2 separate regions of the Rattus norvegicus genome follow, and region 1 is linked to region 2. The links are chromatin contacts, called in public Hi-C maps. All regions are on one chromosome and are shown on one strand. Each heading gives the region's core, a stretch centred on a gene start, on an enhancer-like site or on the middle of the called end of the contact. The rest is flanking DNA. Distances are from core to core; before and after follow the strand shown.

Evidence for each region. A called contact is a pair of places that touch in the nucleus more often than the background predicts.
Region 1: a Hi-C map of Schwann cells shows a contact between it and region 2, with 5 times the contacts expected there. The contact joins the promoter of Pou3f1 here to the enhancer-like site in region 2. A contact is called at or near these places in 2 of 12 Hi-C or Micro-C datasets (Schwann cells and liver).

Annotation. Positions count from the first base shown.
Region 1 is chr5:142,193,808-142,196,507 of GRCr8, reverse strand. Pou3f1 (POU class 3 homeobox 1) reads right to left here and starts at 1,418. Exons shown (of 1, transcript NM_138838.2): 1 at 1-1,418. The coding sequence starts at 1,381. The coding sequence ends at 26. LOC102548116 (a long non-coding RNA gene) reads left to right here and starts at 1,702. Exons shown (of 9, transcript XR_005504985.2): 1 at 1,702-2,246.
Region 2 is chr5:142,104,100-142,106,799 of GRCr8, reverse strand. The region is part of intron 1 of LOC102548116 (a long non-coding RNA gene); the gene reads left to right. Among named protein-coding and RNA genes, the nearest start is that of Pou3f1, 90 kb to the left of the region's middle. Within about 2 kb of position 1,384, at least 17 of the 93 cell types and tissues checked have an H3K27ac peak or open chromatin away from gene starts, as enhancers often do. A contact at or near this core is called in Schwann cells, where this site is marked.

The DNA of each region.
Region 1 (2,700 bases), core at 169-2,668, 90 kb before region 2:
CCGGCGGGGAACCCAGTCCGCAGGGTCACTGCACGGAGCCGGGTAGTGTGTGGTGATGGTGGTGGTGTAGCGCGGCCGGCGGGGGTGGCGGGGGCGCAGAGGGTGGCGACGCGCCGCCTCCGCCAGGCCCCAGCTCCCCAGGCGCATAAACGTCGTCCATGGGCGGGTGGCCCGCGCCGGCCGCGGGGGTCATGCGCTTCTCCTTCTGCCGCCGGTTGCAGAACCAGACACGCACCACCTCCTTCTCCAGTTGCAGGCTGTCGGCCAGGCCGGTGATCTCGTGCGCAGACGGCTTGGGACACTTGAGAAAGTGGCTCTCGAGCGCGCCTTTGACACCCACCTCAATGGACGTGCGCTTCTTGCGCTTGCGGCCCTGCGCCGCGATCTTGTCCAGGTTGGTGGGGCTGCCGCTGGACGAGTCGGTCTCCTCCAGCCACTTGTTGAGCAGCGGTTTGAGCTTGCACATGTTCTTGAAGCTCAGCTGCAGGGCCTCGAAGCGGCAGATGGTGGTCTGCGAGAACACATTACCGTAGAGGGTGCCCAGCGCTAGCCCCACGTCGGCCTGGGTGAAGCCCAGCTTGATGCGTCGTTGCTTGAACTGCTTGGCGAACTGCTCCAGGTCGTCGGAGCTGGGAGCATCCTCGTCCGAGTGCTCGCCCACCGACGAGCCACCACCGCCCGCGCCTGGGTGCAGGTGCGCCGCCGCCGCGTGCAGGCCGCCCGCGTGTGCATGTCCGTGTGCGTGTCCGTGTGCGCCCAGGTGCGGTGGTGGCGACGGCTCCAGCTGTGCCTCGTGGCCGTCCTCGTGCAGCGCGTGGTGCAGGCCGGGTCCCGCGCCGCCGCCTCCCGCCGCCAACATCCCGGCCAGGCCGCCGCCGCCGCCACCGGGGTAGGCCGCCTGAGCGTACAGCCCGAGCGGCTGGGGCTGGTGACCCCCGCCGGCCCCGGGCGACGGCGACATGGCGGGGCCCAAGTGGTGCGCTGTGCCGCCTTGTGCCCATGCCGCGCCCGCGTGGGCCGCCCCTTGGTGCACCAAGCGGGCGTGGAAACCTCCGCCACCGCCGCCGTCGTCAGCTCGGCCGGTACTGCCACCGCCTGCCTTGCCGTGTTCCAGGTGCGGGCCGCCCGCCCAGTCGCCGCCGCCGCCTCCTCCCGTGGGTAGCCATTGAGGGTGCGCTAGGCCCACGGGGTGGCCCGCGCCCGCGCCCAGCCACTCGTGGTGCATCAGCTTCTGCACTTCGCGGTACGCGGCCCCCGCGTGCAGCCGCTCGGCCGCCGCCGCCGCTGCCGCCGCCGCGGCGGCATCGGGATGCATGAGCGGCCCGGTGCCCCCAGCTCCGCCGCCGGGGCCCCGCGGCAGATACTGCGCGGTGGTGGCCATGCCGCCCCGCGCCCTGCGCCGCGCCGCCGCCGCCGCCTCGCTCCGTCTGCGGGCCCCGCCGCCGCGCTCCGCCGGCTTAAAGCCGGGACCCGCTGGGCGCTCCGGAGCCCCACCCCGCCCGCCGCCCATTGGCTGCCCGCGGAGCCGCCTCCCGCCTCCCGGCCCCGGCCTCCGCCCCCCGTGCCCGCCCTCCGCCGTGGCCTGCAACCCACAGCTCTCTATTGGGTCTCGCTCTCGGGGTCCCGCGCGCCGGCAGTGCTGATTGGCCGCTGGGGCTTCATTCATGACCCCCCCCCAGCACCGCCCGCGTACACATTCACGCCCCGGGGGCGCGGCCGCCACGTGGGGAGTGGCGCGGGGGTGGCACTGGGACCGCACCCCCTCCGGTCCCGGCTGCGTGGGCCCCGCTCTCACCGCAGCGCGGGAGACTCGGAGCCCGGTCGGTCCCCACGTTCCACACAAGCTCAATTTCCGCCCGCATCCCACTGGGGCGGGCGGGGGATTGCGGGCTCCGGGAGGCGCTCGGGCTCCGAGCAGAGACTCAGCCCCGCACTCCTTCCTGCGGTGCGCCGCTGCTTGCGGGCCAGGATCCCGCGATTCTAGGCTGCGGCGAGAGCGAGGCAGCGTGACTTCTCGGCTCGGTACCGCGCGGCTGCTCACCTCCGGGGCCTCGCCTCCTGCGGCTGCCAGGTCGCACCGGGCTCTCCCACGGTCTCGGTTTTCCTTCTTCTCCCTATAGATTCAGCGTCACAACTAGCTAGACCTATGCGGTTCTGAAAGTGCAGCAGGCACGGACAGAGTCGGATCGGCTTGGGCTTCACGCCTCTCGTCGGCTCACCTTCCTTTTCCTGGGCACCGAGGCCAGGTGAGTACCGCGTGGGCAGTGCTGAGCCAGGACAGCGAGCCACAGAGGCTGTACGCGGAGATGCGAGCTCTAGGAACCAGCCGGGCTCCGGGGTTCTGGAATGAGAGAACCTCGAGGTGAAGACTGGTTCCTAAGAAAGCGCCACCAGTGGGTGGGGGATGGACACTGGGCCCTGTCCTGCCCTGCTGTAGCCTTTTCTTGTTGTTTCCTCCCAGCTTGAACCGGTGGTCCGTTGTTGGCGCTGGTTATGGTGGGGTCATGCCGGCTGGAAACTTGCAGGATAGGATGAGTGGACGACTTAGGGAAGAACAGTTGGGCACTTCGGAAATCCAATGTGCAGGCTGTTAGCTGGCAACTGTCTAGCTTCCCGTGGAGCCGACTCGGGTTCGTCTGATAGGAATTGAGGTTGAGGTGTCCTTGTTGGAGAAGTGGACAGTGGGATGCAGCCGACTTC
Region 2 (2,700 bases), core at 135-2,634:
GTTTACCAGCCCTTGCTTGCTCTCTAGCAAGCTCCTACGTGCATTTCAGAGACTTGTGGAGAAGCTTCCTCATCAGGACCAACTGTGCTCCCTGGGCAATTGTGCAGTCAGTCCTACTCTCCTGTATCATGATCTTCATGCCAGTCAGTGAGTGTCCCCCTCCTGATGGACAGGTGAACCCTTAGGGCTTCAGTTGAATGATTCTGCTGAGTACCCAGAACCCAATGCTTACATTGTTGGGATGAACAAAACCTGAATTTTCTTTTCCTTTCTTCATCTTTTTTTTTTTTTCAGGATGGGGTTTCTCTGTGTATCCCTGGCTACCCTAGGACTCTCTGTAGACCAGGTTGGCCTCAAATTCACAGAGATCCACCTGCCTCTGCCTCCCGAGTGCTGGGATTAAAGGCATGGGTCACTACCACCTGGCCAAATCCTGGATTTTCACCCGTAGGCTTCAGACCCGCTCTCTCCCGTCTCTCCTGTTGCCCTGGGTAGGCGAGTGTACCTTGGTTTCCATGTACCAATCAACTGTAGGCACGTCTTTTGAGCTCTGAGGGGGCAGGGTGGCTCTGCTTCCTCTCTGAAAATACAGATTCTAAGTGGGCGTTGCTGAAGCTTATCGGCACTGGATTTGGAGTTTTTGGTGCGGTGGATGGATCATGGTGTGTACAGGGCCGTGCTGTATAGCTTCCTAAGGGAGCTGGGGATGGGTGCTGAGGGAGTGTTTTAAATGCTGTGCCTTCCTGAGGCCGGAAGGGTCTTTCTGTGTCAGCCTGGAAAGTCAGATCCTGTAGTTTTGATCTCAGGGTTGGCACCCGGTGTAGGGCACCGAGCTGGTGGGGAGCTCAACTCCTAATGCATCAAATTCTGTGGGTCCCCAGGAGACAAAAGGGCAGTGTCTGGCTTATGGCTGCCTCCTTTACCTCTCTGGGGAGGCCAGGAGCAGGAACTCAGCGAAACTGAGGGCTTCCTCTCAGGCAGAGAACAAGCTGCCCTCCGCCTCTGCAGAAGGGATGTTGCCCAGCTTCAGGGCTCCCATAACTCTTTCAAGACAATCACTTTATTTATATGAGTTTGTTTTAAAAAAAACCCACAGACGATCCACCCGGGGACCCCTCCGACTGCCTCGGCTTGATTCTCTCCTCTCCTGCGAGTCCATAACTCTTAGTCTTTTGATTCTCCCAGTCCACAAACTATAAAAATCTTATTTCTATAAGGTCTTTTATGGTTACCAAGATAGTCAATAGTGTCATTTCCATTCATATCATTCTGCAGGGAAGTTAGAGGAAACGAAGCAGACAGAGGAGAGCTATAAATAAGGTTCAGCTACACAGGGCCCCAAGCGGATCCCACTGCGTTCCTTTAAAACTACTCATGCACAGAATACACTCACTACATACACAAGCACACACAGATATGCCCATGGTGCCCACTCATGCCTAGAGCCAGGTACACACAGGTTCAGCCATGCACACAGACAGTGGCTTTGACCCTTGGGCAAGGCCTGGGTGCTTGTATGTATGCTGCTTACATGGGCGCATGTATGCGTGTGCGCGCCAAGTGTGCACACAGACACACACACACACACACACTCACACACACTATACACACAAGACTTGGTAAGTATTAGAAAGAAAAAAAATTCTTTCTGGCTTTGAAGAGCCGAGAGCACACAGCAGCACTTGCTGTGGTAAGATGGGGGGAGCAAGGCAGATCAGCCTAGAAAACACATTCCAGAGCCATGAAGCACAGGGCTGGGCACTCAGCCACCCATGAGCTCATGTGCTGGGAGCTTCAGAATTCCCACTGACACAGGAGTCTGAATCCCTCTGCAAGCTCTGAGAATGTTGTGGCCACTCCTCTGGGCCCCTTCTCACAGTTTTGGTGGTGTCTTCTGAGGGCCGGACCCCTCATTCCTGGAGGACAGTTAAAGGAGCTTTTTGATTCCCGATTGTGCCTAGTTGCAACTCCCAGGAAGCTGTCAGTAGCCTTGGGGCTAATGGCTTTGCCCAACAGAGAGAGGGGTTGGGGTGGGGATAAAGTACAGAAGGGGATACCTAGACTGAGTCAGACAAAGATATCAGGGACTGATCCCAGTCTGAGGAGGACTTTGAAGGTTTCCACAGGGGAGCGCAATAGGCCCTGGGAGAAAGGTGTTGGGAGAGGAGAAGGGCTGTATGGCTCAGTGGTTACTCTTATTGTCATTTTATTATTATTATTATTATTATTATTATTATTATTATTATTATTATTGGTAGGTTGTGTTTGAGACAGGGTTTCTCTGTGTAGCCCTGGCTGTCCTGGGACTCACTCTGTAGACAAGACCGGCCTTGAACTCAAAAGAGATCTGCCTGCCTCTGCCTCTCGAGCGCTGGGATTAAAGGTATGTATCACCACCCGGTTCATATTATTCTTTTTTAGTTTTCATTTTATTTTTGTAGCATTGGTGTTGGAACCTAGGCCTTTGCCTATGTTAGGCGCATGCCTTATGACTGAGCTACACAGCCCAGCCCTGGATCTGGCTCATTGGCTTGGTGTTTGAAGGAAGGACCAGTCACGAGGCGAGGGAGCCGAGTTCACACTATTACCGGATGTGGAAGCAGACGGACACCCTTCCATCTCTGAACATTTTTACCCTAGGGGATTGTGGGAGGAAGGAGCTCCCAGGCCATTCCTAGCTTGGAAAATTGCAGGTAGACT